Linked DNA regions of Sus scrofa: region 2 is linked to region 1. Evidence: chromatin contacts called from public promoter capture Hi-C data. All regions are on one chromosome and are shown on one strand. Each heading gives the region's core, a stretch centred on a gene start, on an enhancer-like site or on the middle of the called end of the contact. The rest is flanking DNA. Distances are from core to core; before and after follow the strand shown.

Region 1 (4,614 bases), core at 1,387-3,886:
CATTTTTTAAAAAGAGGTAATTCAAGAACAGCAACATGAATGCCTTCAGGCAAAACATGCTTAGATCTTTTTAAAGTTAAACTTGTGCAATACTCCAAGGATTTCACTTAAGATAAAATGCACAAAGTCTGTATTAAGTACTATTTTTTAAAAATCAAACTTCCATGAATTGCTAACCACTACAATAGCACAATAAGTAAGTTTTAATGCTGCAGACATCCCCAGAAATTCTGAATATAAACCAACACTAGTTTAAAAGAAAAAACAAATGTTTTGTAAGAAAAATGGAAATCCAGTGCACTTTTTTTATTAATGATTTTTATTTTTTCCATTATAGTTGGTTTACAGTGTTCTGTCAATTTTCAGTGCATGTTTTTTTATGACTTCTACCTATTAAATTCATTTCACTACAAAAAATATAAAAGCATATTCCAAATTACCTGGAAAAGCGCTAATATAAAATGGAGACTCCTTCCAGATCATCTCTGGACCCCTGAATTAACAGCCTACAGCAAGAATTAGGCAAAGCAGCATCACTCAGCTGCCTGTTAGTATATATGGAAGGAAATTGGATTGATTCAAATTATTCTCTCATTTAGGGTTAGATTAGGGAAGAGGCAGGAGGTATTGGACAAAAAAGAAAAAATCTTCAAAGGAAAATCGACACAAGAATTTTTTTCTGAACCTTAAATTTCTATAAGATTTTAATAAGTTGTGGACTTCGGAAAGATAGAGGATGAAAGAAGAGGCTCTAAATAATTTGCTCACAACACTTGATGTTAAGGTAACCACACACAAATAGCTATGCTAAAGTTTATCATATAAACAGTTAATTACATTTCCTCTGGGATGAAAGGAATCATAAGTATACATATGGTAGCATTATTAGTTACAGTTCTGTCATCATGGTGAAGGACCAAAATGTTTAACCCTTTCATTACTGACACGCATAGAAGAAAATCATTCAAGAAAATTTCCCATTCACTTATCAGACTTTGAAATCTCAGGCGTTCTTGATAGATACTTTAAAAAGCTGTCTTTCATTAAATTGGATATGGGTTGTATATAGAATACTCTGGGTCACAGGAAAAACTGTATATATTTGCCAAGGGGGCCCAGTCAATTTTGTTCTGGTAAATACAGTAGTGTTTCATAAGACTCATTTGTGTTTCCAGGGTCATATTCACATAAAGCTTTCTTTAAATAAAGTTTTTGTTTAAAAACAACAACAACAACAACAAATATACACAACCAGGAAGCTGCCCTTTGCCTGCTAAAAGAGCAGTATTTCAAAATCAAAACTGGCTCTGACTAGCTACATTTATACAGATACAGAAGTTGGGAAATCTTGTTTCATTATTCAGGTGTTAATTATCCATTTGCAAAGTAATTAGGCAAATCAATAGCCTTTTTTCCTCATCTTTTTTGCCTAGTTCGTCACAAGGCCTTCTTTCACTGAAAAGGGGAATGGATAGTAGGTAAACTTCGACTTCATCAAATTGTTTCAAACAGGTCTCAAGAGTGGAAAATACTGAAACTTTTGGAGGGGCAGAAAACAATTATTTTAGATTATTTTTGACACAGCCTTCCAGCACCTGCTAGTTTGGATAATCAGGAATTTGATGTAATGAAAAACACTAATGGGACTAATGCGGGAATATGAAAACGGGCTCGGAAATGAATTCGTGCTGGGGGTCCTACACCTTTAAAATATAAAATCTGTTTTTTAAAAAACTAACTTCTGCAAAATACCTGGCTAAAGGGCAAAGAGAAACCGTAGTATTTCATATCTAAAAGGAAAAACCTCCCTAATACCATTGCAAAAACCATGCCTCGCTCAAGGGAACATAAATCTTAAAAAGCCTGTAACCCCCCTTCATCTGTAGTTATCACACATTCTCTGACAGTTTTCCTGAGAAGCCTTCAAAAACCTTTCCACCTTGAAAATACATTCCAGAACTGAAGGGAATGGAGTTTGGCGGGGGAGGGGGGGGTGTATTTCGTTGGAAGTTACAAACCCTCCTCTTCGGAGACCACGGACTACTTGGAAGTCTTCTGGCCCCTTTTACCAGGCCAAAGAGGAGGGGCAAGAGCGAGTCCCCAGCCCGGGGGGCAGGGGGTATCTGAAATGAAAAAGCCCCCAAGCTTGAGAGAGCCTCTGGAACAATGCAAGAGAGGAGGGCGCCGACAGGATCCGGGGTAAGGAGGTCTGCACCAGCAGTAACCCGAGGGCTCCTGTCGTCCTGGGCCGCGCTCGGAGCCCAGGGCCCGCCCCGGAGTTAGCAACAACCCCCAGACCCCGGCCCGGCCCGGGCGGCCCAAGCCTGCCTACCTGGTCTGCGGGGGCTCGGTCCATGGCGCCTACAGCCGGAACGGGCCCACGTTAGTCGGTGTGGAAAGCGCCTGGGGCCGCTTTCTCCATGGCCCTCCGCTCGAGTCCAGACCGGGCTCCGGACCTCCGCCCCTATCTAGCTGGCCCCGACGCAGAGTCCGGCTACGCCACTGGCCGGGGAGGTGGCTCTAGCTCCAGAAGAAGGAGGAGGCAGCCTCAACCTCTGGGAGGGATCATCTGGAACGGAAGCCGAGGAGGGTCCAAATGGGCGAGAGGCGTAGTCGGAAATGGAGGTACGCAAAATGGAAGGAGGGGGTGGGGCCGAAGGGGGCAGTGGGCGGAGTGACCGCACGCGGCCTGAGCAGGCGCTAACCTAACACGAGCTGGCCAATCTGGAGGCTGGATATTCCCAGCAGCAGGTGTTCCCAACAGCTCTGTGCTTTGCCTGGACTAAATTTCCCCTCAACTGCCCCTCCGTACCGTTTGGGTTTTTTTTCTTTAATATATTCAATTTTTTTCATTTTATAGTTTTATTGACATATATTTGATTTATAGTGTGATAATTTCTGCTGTCCAACAAAGTGATTCATTTGTATATACCCACATATCCATTCTTTCTCAGATTCTTTTCCCATATAGGCTATCAAAGAATATTGAATAGTGGATTATTAAACTAGAGGAATGTGGGGCCACTTGGGACCCAGGACACTCAGGTTCCAGTCTTCAGGGACCATCCTTATCTCAAATTGCCTCTTAGTGATTTTGGAAGAATTTTTAGATGCCCACTGTACATATGATCCTTCCTTATGTTATCCAGTTACAGGGAGTCTTGACTGTAGAAGAAAATACCACAGATTGACCACCAGTGAGAAACCAAGTCAAGAGGCTACATAAATACTGAATAAATAATTCATAGTCCAAGGTCCAGGTCCACCTTTAGGCAGATCTTCTCTATCTCTATCCCTAATTTTACCAAGCCTGTATCCCACCACCCACAGGTAACACACCAACTCTGGTATGTTACTTTTTTCGTTGTACTTGACTGTTGATTTTATCTCTAGTTCAATAGTTCCTTGAAGAAAGAGACTGCCATGAAATTGGACACTTGGTAAGAGGGCAGATTGCCTCTGGGCATCTCCTCAGAGGCACCCTCTACACATACTTTTCTCCCTAAGAGTTCTTACTTGCTGGTCATTTCCAGAGTAAGGAAGAAAAATAAAAAGTTATATAAGCAAAATTACACTAAGTGAAGAAAGAGAGTAGAGGCTACTATTTGATGGCCTGGAGTGGAGACTTACAACTGGAAGACAATTTTAAGAAGTTTGCATTGTTATGCTTCAGGAGACATCAGTAAAGACTTGCATTGCCTTTTCAGTTAGTCTGGCTTGTTAGTCTGGTTTTATTTGAATAGGACTCCAAGAAGAGGTGGTCTGTGGAGCATCTAACTGTAGTTGATACTATATTTTGACCTGGTGAAAGGAGCTAACTTGGATCACTAAGACTTATATCAAGGCCGGCAGCAGAAAACATTTCTAAGGAGAAACATTTATATTTGTGTGTAGAGATTTTCCATTTATTTAATTTTAGTACCTCTTCTAAGTGTATATGCATGTGGGTACATATAGAGGTTTATGTGTTTAAATTGCACATATATGTATGAATGTTATATACATGAGCAATTCATGTAATGTTAGGTCCCTAGTGTCTATCACTGAATGCTGAATGAATTTAGGTTTGCTCAGAGAAAGTAAGCTATTTATAAAATGCAGTTACGTAAACTAACAGATGATCATCCTCCTTCACAAGTGAAAGATAAAAAGAACTCTGAATTTTGAGAATGTGCCCCTACTGTCCATAAGATACCCCTATTTGAGTAAAAAGATAATAATAATTCAGTAATAATACAGTCATAAAAATACAGTAATACTTTGGTCTTCTTCCTTTAAGAAATTCTCTGAGGAAATTGATATGTAGGATCTCTAAGGATTTTTCCACTTTGTAGGATTTTTATGACTATGAAATAGTTTTTGCTGAGAATTTCCTATGTACAAGACATTTAAAATTTAAGAACAGAATAATAAGAAATTATAACAACAAAAATGTCACAATTCTCTTCTTATTTAACACAATCTAGCAATAGTTATTACAATAAAAATTTAAAACTACAAAGAGTAGTTCTCTCGTGGTGCATCAGGTTAAGGATCCGGCTTTGTCACTGCAGCGGCTTGGGTTACTGTTGTGGTACAGGTTTGATCCCTGGCCCGGGAACTTACATGTGCCAT
Region 2 (4,614 bases), core at 1,574-4,073, 180 kb before region 1:
CCAATGATGATCAAACAATGGATTACTACAGAGCAACAACATATTTCTTGGGCAAAAATAGCTAGGCACAAGATTGTATACTGCATAGTTAAACTAATAGAAAGTTCAAAAACAGGCAAAATTATTTCATTCTGGTTGAAATCAGGACAGTGGTGACTTTTGGGACAAAGGAAGAGAAAGGAAGTGGTTTTCTGGGATCCTGAAAATGGTGTTCCTTGATCTGAGTTGAAGTTACACAAATATGTTCATTTTGTGATAATCAAGATATACCATCATGATTTGTACACTTTTTTATATTTATGCTTTCTGTTACTTCTATTTCAGTTAAAGGTGATTAGTAAAAACAAAGTCAATATGCAAAGATCAATGTTATTCCATATATCAGCAATAGTCAATATTTGGGGAGGTACATTTTACAAGAGAACCAAAGTATAAAACTAATGAGAATCACATAAGACTTTTTGGAAAACTTCATTGAAGCATATAAGGAGGACCTGAGCAAGAAGAAAGACATATATCACCTTTATGGATGAAAGACAGTATTATAAATATGTCAATTCTCCCCCAAAACTAATCTATAAATTCCATGCATTCCAATGAAAATTCCACCAATGTCATTCAGGGAACTTTTCAAACTACTTGTAAAATTCACATGAAAGAATAAATGTGCAAAAAGATCTGAGGCAGTGTTTTAAAGAACAAAGAGATAAGATTTTCCTCATTAGCAAGACATAAAACTATAGAAATTCATTAGTGTGCAAAGTCTAAAAACAGATTCACACTTTTGTGGTCTTTTAGTCTATGATAAATGTGGCACCAAAGAGCAGAAAAAAGGACAAATGGTTAAATTAGTGCAGTTAGCTGAATTAGCTACATACATGGAAAACATATATAAATAAAGCCTATCCTCATATTATTTATATAAATAAATGTTTGATCCATAAAGGATTTATACAAAGGTCTTTTGTTAGAAGACAGATAAAAGATTATGCTTATGACCTTTGAGATAGGTAAATAGAAAGAAATAAGACATACAGGAAAGAAATCCTTAAATTTGATTACATGAAAATTCACTTTTAAACTTTTATGTAAGAAAAGAGCCCTGAGAATATAAACTGGTACAACCACTATGGAATACAGCATGGAGGTTCCTCAAAAAACTAAAATTAAAACTAATATATGACCCAGTAATCCCACTCCTGGGCAACATGCTTCCCAATGTTCATAGCGGAACTATTCACAATAGCCAAGACATGAAAGCAACCTAGATGTCTACTGCCAGATGAATGAATAAAGATACAATAGAATATTACTCAGATATAAAAAAGAATGAAATAATGCCATTTGCAGCAACGTGGATGATACTAGAGATTATCATACAGAGGTAAGTTAGACAGAGAAAGACAAACATATGATATCACTTATATATATGAACTCTAAAAAAATGATAAAAAATGAGCTTATTTACAAAACAGAAACAAACTCACAGACTTCGAAAACAGTTATAGTTACCAAAGGGGAAAGATGGGGGGAGGGATGGATTGGTGGTTTGGGATTGGCATATGGACACAATTGTATATGAAATGGATGGTCACTGGAGACCTGCTGTATAGCACAGGGAACTCTACTCAATATTCTGTGATAACCTATATGGGAAAAGAATCTGAAAAAGAAAGGATATGTTTATATGTACAATTGAACCACTGTGCTATACAGCAGAAATTAACACAACATTATATATCAACTATGCTTCAATAAAACATTTTTTAAAAGACCCTTGAAACAAGAAACAAGAGGCAGGGAGAAAATGTTTGCAACATGTGAAACAAAGTATTCATACACTCAGTTTATAAGAAATTCCTACATCAATAAGAAAAATAAACAAACCTAAAATAAGACCATTTAATTTTCAGAAGTAATACATAGGTTCACTAAACATATTGAAAGATAATTTCCAAGTAATAAGACTATGAAAAATAAAATAATACACCTTTAAGTGATAAAATTGTTAACAATCAACAAAATAATGTGTGGCAAGGGTGTGGATATTCTCAAATATGGCTGGCTAGAGCCTAAATTTGCACAGCAACTTTGAAGAGCAATTTGACATTTATTAAAACTAAAGGATGAATACCCTACAATTTCACCTTTGCACTTCTAGGTTTTCATTTGAGAGAAATATTGTCATTTGGGGATGTTCATTTACCCATAGTTTTTTCTTTTTTTTTTTTTACCCATAATTTTAAATATCAAAAATTATAAAATTATTTGTGCATTGTTAGGTCATTTGCAACATTGCTATACAAGTAGCATACTAGGAAAAACACATGTCTGTGGACACTAACACTGCTAAATCTTCAAGACATTGCTGAGGGCTTTTTCGTTTCCTTGTTTTGAAAGTTGAAGACAATTATGTTAAGATATGTAAAAAGAAAAAAAAAAAAAAAAGACTTTTCCAGAAGACAATAGAGAGATCCACGTAAATGCAAAGAAAGGGGGGGAGGGAATTTAAAGAATATACACCGAATTGCTAACAGTGTAAGGTTATGTCTCCTGCAAAAAGAAACAGGAGCAAGTATTTCTTCTATTTATTTTTTCTTTGTAGAACACCTTTAATATGCTTATTTGTTCATTTAACTTTTTTTTAATATTAGAGATGGATGGATCAATTCTTAATATATTGCTCTGTGGTTCAGAACATCTTTTGCTTTGGAGGTGCAGATTTAGCAGTCATTTGCGCCTAGAAAAAAGTAGTTAAAACCTAGGAGAAGATGTGATTGCCTGGGGATGGGGGAAGGAGGAGGAGCGAAAAGCGGAGGGAGGAAGGAGGAAGGCGATGGAGGAGGAGGGTTAAGGGGTGTTACAGAAGATGTGTAAAGTGTTTTCAAGATTACAGCATCAGAAGCAGAATGACTAAGTAAGGCAGGGGCTAAGCAATGCTCTCGTTTGTAAGTGTATTTAGTCTGAAAGGACCAAGGTCCCGTAAGTCCCCAGGAGCGAACAGCTAGCGGTTGCCGACTGAGCAGCGCGCCAAGCAGGAGGCGATTTCTGGGGGTCGCGCACACGCTCAAGGTCACGCAAGCCCACGGCGTGTGCGCAAGCGCACAACCGCGCGGCCGCGTAGCCCAGATCTTGCAGAAAACGCTTGGCGAGAGGTCTAGCCGATTGCACAATGTCGGAAATGCACGAGCTGTCCGAGCTTTATGAGGAGAGCAATGACCTGCAGATGGATGTGATGCCCGGCGAGAGCGACCTTCCGCAAATGGAGGTAGGCAGCGGGAGCCGGGGGCCGTCCCCGAACCCCTCCCGCTCCGGGGCCCCGCCACAGCTGGAGGAGGAAGGCCCAATGGAGGAGGAGGTGGCCCAGCCAATGGCGGAGCCGCAGGGGCAGCGAGGCCTCGCTAACCGGCCCAACCCTGGGGAGCGCCCGGGCCAGATCGCGGGCCCTGATTTCGAGAGCGAGGACGAGGGCGAGGAATTTGATGACTGGGAGGACGACTACGACTATCCGGAAGAGGAGCAGCTGAGTGGTGCGGGCTACAGAGTCTCAGCGGCCCTGGAAGAAGCCAACAAGATGTTTCTGAGGACCTCCAGAGCGAGAGAAGCAGCTCTGGGGGGCGGATTTCAGATGCATTATGAGAAGACCCCGTTCGATCAGTTGGCTTTTATCGAGGAGCTTTTTTCACTTATGGTTGTCAATCGTCTGACCGAAGAACTCGGCTGTGATGAGATTATTGATAGAGAGTAGTATGCTGTGAAGAGAGGAGGAAACTACTTGAGGAGAGACCCAACAACATTCCAGTCTCTTGGGTTCATTCCGAATAGTTCCGTGCCAATGAAACACTTGATCCAAAAGAAAAAATGGGGGGGGGGGCAGTGTAGACTAGGAAAGTGACTTCACAGTTATGGGAAAGGAAGAAAATTGTTAAAGGAAAAGGATCTCAGTACTGTTGAAACCTGTTTTCAAGAATGTCGTGAAACACTTGTGGCTTTGACTCTGTTACTGATCTAGATTAATTTCCTTGCATTTGGGAAAGTATCTTTCACATTTCCGGATGGCTTTGCAAGAAAAACCAAGACACATGGCCGGTACAAGAGCCCACTGATGTTAATCATATGAGAAAAAGTAACTAATTTATCCAACTTTGGACACCACATGTCTGAGTTATTTGGACTGAAAGCATACTGAAGATGTCATTTTGTGATTCATCTAAGCCAAGCTGTAGTTATTATCCAAAGGCTAAATTTTTAGCGAAAGGTAAATTGAGTATTCTTCAGTATTGCAAAAGAATAATCGAGCCTCCAAAGAAATGTGTATCATGTGTGCTATATCTTAAAGCGTGTTTCCAAGAGCATCTGAGATATTGTTTGTACATATATCTTGATCATTTATAACACTACTGTAATCTTGAATTCAAGAAAATTTACCGTCTTGACCATTTTTAAAAGTCAAAAATTAAGACGTCCTTAATAAAGTTTCAAACTAAGAATGTCAAAGTACAAAGAAAACTAACATCTTTATATACTAGAGAAATTTTCTGTTTTACTTGCTCTTTGTTTTTCATGTAACTTTACAGGCAAAAGACTTTGGTTGAACTTCATAATATAAGAACT

The links. Promoter capture Hi-C pulls out the DNA fragments that hold promoters and counts their contacts.
Region 2: a contact with region 1 is called in a promoter capture Hi-C map of liver, with 2.8 times the contacts expected there. The contact joins the promoter of EID1 here to the promoter of SECISBP2L in region 1. A contact is called at or near these places in 1 of 5 promoter capture datasets (liver) and 2 of 47 Hi-C or Micro-C datasets (heart right ventricle and skeletal muscle).

The regions. Positions count from the first base shown.
Region 1 is chr1:122,631,650-122,636,263 of Sscrofa11.1, reverse strand. SECISBP2L (SECIS binding protein 2 like) reads right to left here and starts at 2,636. Exons shown (of 18, transcript NM_001206341.1): 1 at 2,333-2,636. The coding sequence starts at 2,356.
Region 2 is chr1:122,810,690-122,815,303 of Sscrofa11.1, reverse strand. It overlaps EID1 (EP300-interacting inhibitor of differentiation 1), which reads left to right and starts at 2,823. Exons shown (of 1, transcript XM_001928761.4): 1 at 2,823-4,614. The coding sequence starts at 3,173. The coding sequence ends at 3,748. The region is part of intron 4 of SHC4 (SHC-transforming protein 4); the gene reads right to left.